3 separate regions of the Sus scrofa genome follow, and regions 1 and 3 are each linked to region 2. The links are chromatin contacts, called in public Hi-C maps. All regions are on one chromosome and are shown on one strand. Each heading gives the region's core, a stretch centred on a gene start, on an enhancer-like site or on the middle of the called end of the contact. The rest is flanking DNA. Distances are from core to core; before and after follow the strand shown. Region 1 holds the start of TMEM240 (transmembrane protein 240). Region 2 holds the start of SLC35E2B (solute carrier family 35 member E2B). Region 3 holds the start of GNB1 (guanine nucleotide-binding protein G(I)/G(S)/G(T) subunit beta-1).

The links. A called contact is a pair of places that touch in the nucleus more often than the background predicts.
Region 1: a contact with region 2 is called in a Hi-C map of liver, with 2.5 times the contacts expected there. The contact joins the promoter of TMEM240 here to the promoter of SLC35E2B in region 2. A contact is called at or near these places in 2 of 47 Hi-C or Micro-C datasets (epiblast stem cells and liver) and 1 of 2 datasets of contacts at active chromatin or transcription factors (alveolar macrophages).
Region 3: a contact with region 2 is called in a Hi-C map of skeletal muscle, with 4 times the contacts expected there. The contact joins the promoter of GNB1 here to the promoter of SLC35E2B in region 2. A contact is called at or near these places in 2 of 5 promoter capture datasets (fetal liver and liver), 5 of 47 Hi-C or Micro-C datasets (fetal skeletal muscle, liver, mesenteric adipose tissue and 2 more) and 2 of 2 datasets of contacts at active chromatin or transcription factors (alveolar macrophages and skeletal muscle).

The regions. Positions count from the first base shown.
Region 1 is chr6:63,725,408-63,728,722 of Sscrofa11.1, reverse strand. TMEM240 (transmembrane protein 240) reads left to right here and starts at 1,266. Exons shown (of 4, transcript XM_021097457.1): 1 at 1,266-1,518; 2 at 1,734-1,840. The coding sequence starts at 1,462. SSU72 (RNA polymerase II subunit A C-terminal domain phosphatase SSU72) reads left to right here. Exons shown (of 5, transcript XM_003127502.5): 5 at 1-405. The coding sequence ends at 39.
Region 2 is chr6:63,840,838-63,844,134 of Sscrofa11.1, reverse strand. It overlaps SLC35E2B (solute carrier family 35 member E2B), which reads left to right and starts at 1,735. Exons shown (of 10, transcript XM_021097474.1): 1 at 1,735-2,585.
Region 3 is chr6:63,956,015-63,959,138 of Sscrofa11.1, reverse strand. GNB1 (guanine nucleotide-binding protein G(I)/G(S)/G(T) subunit beta-1) reads left to right here and starts at 1,625. Exons shown (of 11, transcript XM_021097493.1): 1 at 1,625-1,646.

The DNA.
Region 1 (3,315 bases), core at 17-2,516, 110 kb after region 2:
AGCGGCCGGGCCTTCCTCCACACAGTCTGCTTCTACTGAGCCCGCGCCTGCCGCCCCCACCGCCCGGAGCCGCCCCTGGACTGCCCTCCGCTCCTCCGCTGTCCTCTGGCCTTGTCTCTCCCTCGAGTGCCGCTGGCGGACGGGGGCGGTTCCCTCACAAACTGTGCCCGTGAAACGAGAGGATAGACACAAATGCCAGATGCAAAACAATCAGGTTTCTTCTGTCCTGCTCTTACTCCTAAGTGGGATGTTGATTATCGAGTTTTTGTCTTTAACCAAAAAAGAGAAAAACGGTTCATCGCACATCCCCCCGAATGCCTGCCGCTCACGGACCGTCCCTCACTGGCTGGAATGTGCAAATCCATGAATAAAGCAACAGGCTGGACTTGGGGGAGAGACCCCGCAGTGCTCCGCTCACTGTTGCCCGTCTCTCGGCCCTCGGGCAGCGTCCGAGGCCTGGGGGTCCGGCCGAGCTTCCTAGCCGGCCCCGAGGGCCTGCTGTCCACTGGGATCCTGGAAGAAAGTGGGACCTGCCCCAGGGCTGGGGTGGGCCGCGCGTCCCTGGTCACCCTCCTGGTTTCCGCTGCCCTGGAAAACCTCGGGACCGCCGTGGGGAAGACGGGAGGCTCCTGTGTGGGGGTCGGGGGTCGTGCTGAGGATGAGGGGTGGGCTCGGGGACCCCAACCCCCCAGCATCATGGGGCAGCCGGATCAGGGCCACCGCCTGGGCCTCTGACCTCCCAGGCCGACACCCTAGGAGAGCCGGCCTGGGCTGGCCCTGCCCGCAGAGGGTCTCCTTCGAGTCACGTGGCCTGGCTCCAGAGTGACCTCCCTGGCAGCTTGCCGGCCACCCTACAGCCCACTCCCTCTGCGGGCGGCCCTTCACCCGCCCGCCCGCAGCCCCGCGACCCCGGGCCTGGAGGAGGGGCCTCCAGCCGAGAAGTGGGGAGGAGGAGTGCGGGAGGAAGCGCGGGCCTCTTCGGGATCGCCCCAGCTGCTCGGGCCGCGGCCCCGCGCGGTCCAGGGGCGCTGGGCAGGCAGCCAGGGCCGGGGCGGGCCGGATGGGGGCGAGCGGGCCCTGCGGTCCCCCCGGGGGGGGGGTCCGGCCGGCGTCGCGCGGGCGGGCGGCCGCGGGCGGCGAGGGCCCTCCCGGGAGGCGGGCGCGGGGGAGGCCGCGGGGGGAGGGGGCCGGAGCCGCGCCGCGCGCAGGGCGGGAGGCAGGGCCGAGGGCGGAGCGGAGCGCGGCGGGCGCGGCGAGCGCGCGGGCCGGGCGGCCGAGGACCCCGGGAGCGCCGCGTCCCCTGCCCCGCGCCGGCCCCGCACCTCCTCCCCGGCCGGCGGCGGCGGCAGTGGGTGCGCGGCGGGCTGACCTCTGCGGAGGCGGCGGGGGCTCCGCATCGGGCCGGGGCCGGGGGGCGCCGGGGCCGGGGGGCGGCGCTCCGGCCCGGCCCGGCCCCGCCCGATGTCCATGAGTGCGAACACCATGATCTTCATGATTCTGGGGGCGTCGATCGTGATGGTGAGCGGAGGGGCTTCCCGCGCGCCCGCTCCCCGCACCTGCTCCCGCCTCCCGCGCCCGGCGCCGCCTCCCCCTCCCGCGCCTTGTTTACTGGCCCGCGCGGCCTGCGTTCCCCCAGCCCCGCGCCCCGGCGCTCCCCCGGCCCCAGCGCGCCGGCCTCCGCCCGGGGGCCCCGGCCCGGCTGCTCAGCGCTGACCGGTCATGGGCTCTTCCAGGCCATCGCGTGCTTGATGGACATGAACGCGCTGCTGGACCGATTCCACAACTACATCCTCCCGCACCTGCGGGGCGAGGACCGCGTCTGCCACTGCGACTGCGGCCGGTGAGTCTGCGCCCGGGGGGCACGCGCGTGACCACGCATGTGGGGCGGAGGTGGGGCCCGCTGGGGCGGCCAGGCCGCAGGCCCCGCTAGGCCGGGCCCGCGGGGGCTGCCCTGCCGGGCGAGGCGGGGGGGGGGGAGCTGGCGCCAAGCCCAGTGGGGGAAGGACCGAGCGGCCTCCAGCCCCCACAGAGGTGCTCCGGAAGGGGGAGCACGCGCCGGGCGGTAAGACCCCCTCGGCAATGGTCTCCGGAGAATGAACCGGCCGCGGGGCGAGGGGCGGAATGGGTCCAGGGCCTCCTGGTCCAGGGCCGGGAGGCCAGGAGAGCAGCAGCCCAGCCTGGTGTCCCGGGAGGGATGCTGCGCTCCGCTGAGCCCACAGAGGACGGCCGTCCTCCTCCCTGGGCCCTGAGCTGTGTCGGTGAACTTTCCTGGGCGCCGGGTAGGGGGAGGCACGGAAGGTCAAGGTGGGCAGGGCCTACCTTGAAGGCATCAGGCCCAACTCCCTCGCCGGACCTGGGAGGAACTGAGGCAGGGGGTGGAGCTTGCTCAAGGTCACACAGAGGGAGGGGAGAGCCCAGGCCCCTACACTCTCCTTGTGACCCCTCCATTCTGTGCACATGTAGTGATGGAGTCTTCCTGGCCATGCATGTTTGTACGTCCATGTATGAAATAAACATCTTCTCATGAGACGCGCATGTGTGTACCGTCTGTGCCTGTACATGTGCGCACATGTGGCCCCCGCTCCCCCCGCAGGTGCGGCGCTCCGGGGCCGTGAGAGCCGACGGGCTGTCTGAGCACGCAGCCAGCGGGAACGTGTGTTCTTGACCCTGCCTCGGACCCTTGCTCCAGGGACATGTGTGCACACGTGGTGGTGTGGGGTGTGTGTGAGCGACGGGACGGTTTCATGCCTCACAAAGCATGCTCCATGCCTGTGTGTGCAGACTGGGGGGTGAAGCAGAACCCAGGCAGCGGGACAGGTGGCAACGGGAGTGTGAGCGACTCGTGTGTGTCGGCCGAGAATCACCAAGAGTTTGCGGGGGGGATCGGAGTTCCCGGCTGGTGTGCATGGCCCGAGGCAAAGGAAGGAAGGCAGGTCAGCTCCTTGCTTTCCTGGGCCCACCTGGACTGGGGCGCAAGTAGGGGGGTCCTGAGACCCCCTGGGAGAGACGGGCGGTGTGCATGGCCTGGGCCCAGGCTCGTACTCCGTAAACGGTAGCAGGGCGCCTTCCACGAACAGGCCTGTGACCTCACACTGAGGGCCTGGCTGGACAGACAGCGTGTGCTGTCAGAGTGTGTTTGCTCAGGGTGTGCGTATGTGTCATGGCAGTGTCCAGAGTACACGTGGCTGGTGTAAAACAAGTGCCCACTGAGCACAAGCAGCAGCGAGACCTGCGTGCCCAGCTCACACAGACATGGACCCAGGACCGAGGCGAGCCACGCCTGCTGTCGGCCTGGAGCCTCCCAGGGTGTGTGTG
Region 2 (3,297 bases), core at 486-2,985:
AAGCCACATCTGGGACCTTCATCACAGCTCATGGCAACACCGGATCCTTAACCCATTAGGTGAGGCAGGGATGGAACCCGCAACCTTGTGGATACTAGATGGATTCGCTTCCACAGTGCCATGACGGGACCTCCTGGACTTTTTGTTTATAACAACTTCCCCTTTCTCCTCTTTATAAGTTTCCTCTCCTCTGTTTTACCAGACTTGTGAGAGGGTCACCACAGTTGGGTGTCCAAAGTCACAACGCATTGCTGCTGCCAAACTCATTTCACAGTAAAATAACTGGCTGTTTTGTTGTTTTAGGTGACCAGCCATTAGCGGGACAAAGAGAAAGGGGCAGGACCCAAACTCTGGAAATGTGACCACAGAGCAGGGGCTTCCTTGGCAGTGGCTGGAGGCCTGGGCAGCGCTGCCCAAGGGCTAGCTGGAAGCCCAGGAGGCAGGGAGCACTGTCCTGTGTGCCGGGAGCCCAGCCCAGGACAGGAGGGGCCCAGGCTCCTCTGACATCATTTCAAAATTATTAAATGGCACTGTCCCAGATAAAATGTAAGAAAGATCTCAAAACAAATTTTTTTTTTGTCTTTTTGTCTTTTTCCAGGGCCACACCCACAGCATATGGAGCTTCCCAGGCTAGGGGTTGAGTCGGAGCTGTAGCCGACAGCCTACGCCAGAGCCACAGCAACGCAGGATCCAAGCTGTGTCTGCGATCTACAGCACAGCTCACAGCGACACTGGATCCTTAGCTCTTTAACCCACTGAGCAAGGCCAGGGATCCAACCTGCAACCTCATGGTTCCTAGTCAGAGTCGTTAACCACTGAGTCATGACGGGAACTCTGCAAAAAATTTTTGATACTTTCTGTAAGTTTGCTTTTGAAACTATTTGTTTCCAAGTAACTCACTGACCATCAACAATCCAGCACAGCTGGGCAGTCATCAAGCATCTCAGTTGGAGTTCCCTGGCACTGTCACCGCTGTGGTGCTGGTCACCATTGTGGTGTGGGGTTGGCCTGGGAACTTCGGAATGTCACAGGTGTGGCCCCTCAGAAAATCCCGTCATCTCAGGGTTTTGTGCAAAGTAGGAAAAGCCACCCCATAAACTTGTTGAGGGTCCTGCACACTCAATTTAGAGATGATGAAAATGGCACCATATAATGTTCAGAGGTAAGTACACATGAATTTCATTTTTTTGCTGTTTTTGTTTTTGTTTTGTCTTTTTCTAGGGCTGCATCCGTGGCATATGGAGGTTCCCAGGTTCACAGAAATGCCAGATCTGAGGCGCATCTGCAACCTACACCAGGGCTCATGGCAATGCCAGATCCTTAACCCACTGAGCGGGGCCAGGGATCGAACCCCCAACCTCATGGTTCCTAGTCAGATTCGTTGACCATTGAGCCACGACGGGAACTCCGATGCTTTCTTTTATTTTGCATTTTCAGGGCCAGGCCCTTGACCAGCCCCTGGGGCTCCCCTGATGCTCCTCCAGTTACAGTCTCTAAAGAATCTCACGGAAAGCCCTGCCTGTGGGTGCCTAGGGATGGGCAGATACCACCCTCCATTAACTGACCCTCTGGCCAGGACCTAAAGGAGAAATTTTATTCATTTGTTTTTGTGCGTGCCCACAGCATTTGGAAGTTCCCAGGCTAGGGATCGAAACCGCTCCAAAGCAGTGACCAGAGCCACTGCAGTGACAACCACAGGATCCTTAACCCGCTGTGCCACAGGGAATTCTGAAACTTTATTAATTTTAAAACAATATGGAAAAAATGCAAAAGTTTGGCCAAAAAGCAGTCGTTAAGAAGAGCCCATTAGCTGTACCCTTGCTCCTAAAACTTAAGTTAAAAAGTAAGCAGGGGAGGAAAACCGGACAAGAGAGACTAGGCCAGCAGCAGGAGCAACCGGCCAGGCGGAGCCTGGCACCCAAGCGGGCCTAGGCCACGCCCCTGGGCGGGGCTACCCACCGCTCCTCCAATCACCGCAGCGCCAGGGGGCGTGGCCTCGGGATCCAGCAGCTCCCAGAGCTCCTGCGCTGGTCGCCTCAGCCCATCTCTCCTTCCCTAAAGTAGGTGTGTTGCGGCTGGAGTTTCGTCCCTTGAAACCCAAACCCGGAGAGCGGCCCCTAGGGGCTTGTAGGTCTTCGCCTCCACGGACTGGCCGCCTCTCCAGGGCCGCGGTGGTCCGGCCCCGAGGGGGCCAAGGGGGCAAATGCCGAGCGCGCTGTTGCCCAGCAGCACCTTCCCCTCCTGAGCCCCGGTCGTACAGCCTGGAGGGTGACAAGGGAAGTACAGAGCGGGGAACTGCCCAGCAGCGCGTCTCCGGCCCCGGCTACACAGCAGCGGCGACGAAGGCGGGACACTCGCAGCGAGCGGCAGCGAGTCCCTCCGGACTGCGAGGAGCGGCCGCGGGCTTCCGATACGTCACTTCCGGATCCCGGCTTCCGTGTCGACAGCCTCACTTCCGTTCCGGCTCGCCCCGCCCCCGGCCCCGCCCCGCCGCCCGGAGGGACCCGCGGGTCCGCTCGGGGCCCGCCCACCTCACCTGGGCCGGGTCTGCTGCCGTTCGCTCCCGGAGCCACCGTCGCCGGGAGGTGGGCGGGGCCCTGTGTGTGGGCGGGGCGGCGGGGCGGCGGGGCGGCGGGGCGGCGGGGCGGCGGGGCGGCGGGGCGGCGGGGCGGCGGGGCGGCGGGGCGGCGGGGCGGCGGGGCGGCGGGGCGGCGGGGCGGCGGGGCGGCGGGGCGGCGGGGCGGCGGGGCGGCGTCCCGAGGCTACGTGGTCCGCGCGCCGTCTGGCCGCGGGCTTCCTTGGTGGGTGACGTCCTGAATAAAGCTGGCCGGGCGGGTTGCCTCCGGGGGTCGCCCCTCTCTCCGGCCTCCTCCCTCCCCCGGCCTGCGGACCCCCTTGCGGGCGCGGCCATTGGGCACCCCAGAGCCTCGGCCCGCGCGTGGCCCAGTCGTCCGGGGCCGTCCATCCTCCCGAGGCCCGGCAACCGCAGGGTGACTGTCCCTCGCGTCCACCACGTGAAGCCCCCAGGCCGCCTCTCAGGGTGGATGGCGCGGCCGCGGGGCGCTGTCTCGCTCGACACAAGGCCCCCGGGGCGGGCCCCGCGTTCCTGCCCCGCGTCCGCTCAGCTCCTGAAGCGGAGCTGGGGCTGGGGGTCTCCGGGTCCGGTGGAGGCCCAGGAGGGGCGGGGGCTGGGCGTCCTCGGGCAGGGCTGGGGGCTCGGCGCCCTGCACGCTGGGAGGGATCAGAGGCCGGGCAGGGACACTGCGTCCGGGGTCTTTGCGTTTTCTACCGTCGACC
Region 3 (3,124 bases), core at 376-2,875, 120 kb before region 2:
CTGTATCCTTCCGGAGGGTTAGTGGTAAACTGCACGAGACATGTATTTTCTCAGGAGGTAACGCCAAAGTGGGTGATGAGGCAGCAGCTTGTCTGGGGAAGCTCCGAGTCAGCAGGACTGTTCGAGGAGGCCCCCCGTCTGATGAGGGCGGTGGGCTGCCCTATGGGCAAGGATTTCCTGAGAGAGATTCAGGCCCTGAGATGAACTGGGGCTGAGTCCTTGCCCCCTCCCGGGTGGGCCAGCATGGTGGGGTCTTTCTGTTGGAACGGACAGTCCCTCCAGGTAGGTCCCTAAAAGGGACCTCGGGGTCATCAGGACAATGACCAGGATGCAGACCCAGAGGAAAGAGCCCTTCCTGCCAAGCACTCTGGGGGCTGGGCTATGCCCCCGTGTCAACACCTGGGTGGCCTGGGGGGGCAGGTGTCCTGCGGCGGTTCACGACACGGTATGGCATGTAATGTGGCCTGGCAGTGGTCCCGAAGCGGGAGGGCAGCTCTGGGCCTGGCGGCCTTGCGGACCCACATCCCTTCCCGTCTGCTCAGTGGCTGCCTGCCTGCAGGAAATGGCCCTGGGAGGCGACTTCGTATCAGGTGACCCCAGGCCAGCTTCCTGGCCTGAGCACCAGTCAGGCTCTGGGGCCTCCCCAGGCGGCCCCTGCTGTCTGGACAGGGCAGTGCGCCACAGGCAGCCCCTGCGCCGTCGCCCGGCTCCCTCCCCGCCGCTGAGGTCACAGGTGCAAGCTCTTTATCTGGCAGGTGCTGGCGGAGCCGAGTCCCACGGCTCCACCTGCGGGGAGAGGCATCCCTAGAACAGCAGGAGCAGCCTCCCCTAAGCAGTGGGAGGTGGGGCTGGGTCCAGCGGCCTGCCAGCAGCGCCCTCCCCTCCCAATGGTTCCTGTAGCTACCCGCCCCAGCCCCCAGCCCCTGCCCCTGTCTGCAGCGGCCCGGGCCTCCCCTACTCTGCCGCTGCAGGTGCAGGCAGAACCCTCTGTCAAGCCAGCCTGCTGCCCGGGTACGCTGGGCCAGCGAGGGTTGGGTCCCAGCTTCCTGGCAACAGGGACTCCTCCCTGAGTCTGTGCCCAGGCCTCTAGGTGGCACCTGAGGCCGGGCTGGGGAGAAGGGGGTGGGGGGCCCCAGGGCCCGCCCTCCCCGCGGCCCCGCCCCCGCCCTCCCCGCGGCCCCGCCCCCGCCCCCCGCCCCCCCATCGTCCCCCCCGCTGCGCTGGCGCGGGGGTCTCTGCCTCCCGCCCTCCGTCCTGGTCTCCGCGCTCCCGCCCGGCCCGGGATGTGCGAGGGCGTTTCTGGCGGCTGCACTCCGGACTGGGCGGGCGGCGGCGGCCTGGCCTTGTGCAGGCAGCTGGGGGAAGCGCCGGCGCCGAACAATTGCGGCCTCCCTGCCAAGGGCGCCGCCCAGCCCGGGAGAGGAAATGGGGCTGGGGGCTGGGCGGGCGGCCGCGCTGGCTGCCCCTCGGGGCGCCCTCGGTGCCCGCCTGAGAGGCCCTGGAGCCGCTGCGGGGGCGGGCGGAGCAGACCTGCCGCCCTCCGCCCTGCGTGCCGGCTCTGCCCCCAGCATCCGGTTTCAGGCGGAGCTGCCCAGCCTCGGCGGGGGAGCCAGAACCCGGCCCTGAGGGCCTTGGACCGGCGGCAGGTCGGCCTGGGGGCCGCCCCACTGCCTTTTCCCTGTCCCGAAGCCTCCCCTCCTGACGGCCAGGTGACAGCCCTTCCTCTGCTCGGGTCGTGCCAGCAGGGCCCGTGGGCCCCCAGAGCCTGCCTCCAGGGCTGCGGGAAAGCCGAGCCCAGGCCTCTCAGAACCATGCTGGGGTCTCGGGTGCACGTGGCTGCGAAGCTGGGGGCAGGAGGCTGGCCCAGCAGGAGCCCCAGCGGCCTGGCTGCATCCGGCTGAGCCTGAGGCCCAGGGTCTGCTCATTCCCTGAGCCTGTCATCACCCCTTTACAGATGAGCTGGTTAAGCTGCTACCCTGAGTGCTGGCTGCTCCAACTTGTGTGTGTGTGTGTGTGTGTGGTGTATGGCATGTGGTGTGCAGTGTGGGGTGTGTGTGGTATGGTATGTGGTGTATGTGGGGTGTGTGTATGTGGGTTTTGATGTGTGTGTTGTGTGTGGGGGGGTATGTGGCATGTGTGGTATGTGGCGTATGTGGTGTGTGTGTGTTGTGGGGGGGGTGTGGTATGTGGGGGGTGTGGTATGGGGGGGTGGCGTGTGGTAGGTGGTGTGTGTCCAGGCAGGACACTGAAAAGCCCCCGTGGAGGTTTGCTGGAGGCGGGCTTTCCAACCCCGCAGTCAGGGTTCTGCAGCAGAGGGGCTGCTGCTCCTCAGGGACCCCCAGAGCAGAGTGGCCCCCTGTCGGGCCCCCACTGAGGCCACCTGGTCCCGGGTTCTAGCCCACCTAGGACTGCCCCTCTGGGAGTGGCCCGGAGGCTGCTTGGACCTCCCTAGGGTGTCGGCCCCAAATCTGGGGGGGGGGGACAAGCTGCCCACCCCGGGGCAGCCCCTCCTCCAACCCCACGTGGCACTCCCAAAGCCCCATGGCCATGGCCCCCCCACGTTTTGGTGTCCCCCACGAGGGATGACTGGTTCAGGACCAAAGGTGGGTACAGGCTTGAAGGTCAGCATGATGGGGGGCTTGGGGACAAGGGACATGTCATGCCCTTGGAGAGAGAGGGGCTGCTGCTTCCACTGCCCAGGGGAAGGTGTGCAGAGGTCCTTCTAGGTCGGCTGGCGGCCAGGGGGCCCAGGCCATCCCCCTTCCCAAGGCGGATGCAGTGCCCTCTGCCTGCCACACCAGTCCTGGGCTCTGGGGCCCTGACTACCCTGGCCACGTCCACCTCGGCCTGGCCCCTTCCTGGGCTCTGAGGCTGCCTGCCCTGGGGTCTGCTTGACTGTCACCTCCCTGGGCACCCCCCATCGAACTGTGCCCCTGCTCTCCCGTGCCCCCAACAGGCCTGCCCCTGCCAGGGAGCCATGGGTGGGTGCGCCACCCAGGGAGTTGTGCTGAGAGAAGGACCGGGAGCCTCCTGGCTGTGTGGCCCGTTCTACTGGCCAAGCCTGCCTCTGGAGGCCCACGGGAACTCGGGCTCTGATCACCTACCTTCCGCCCAGCCCCCTTCC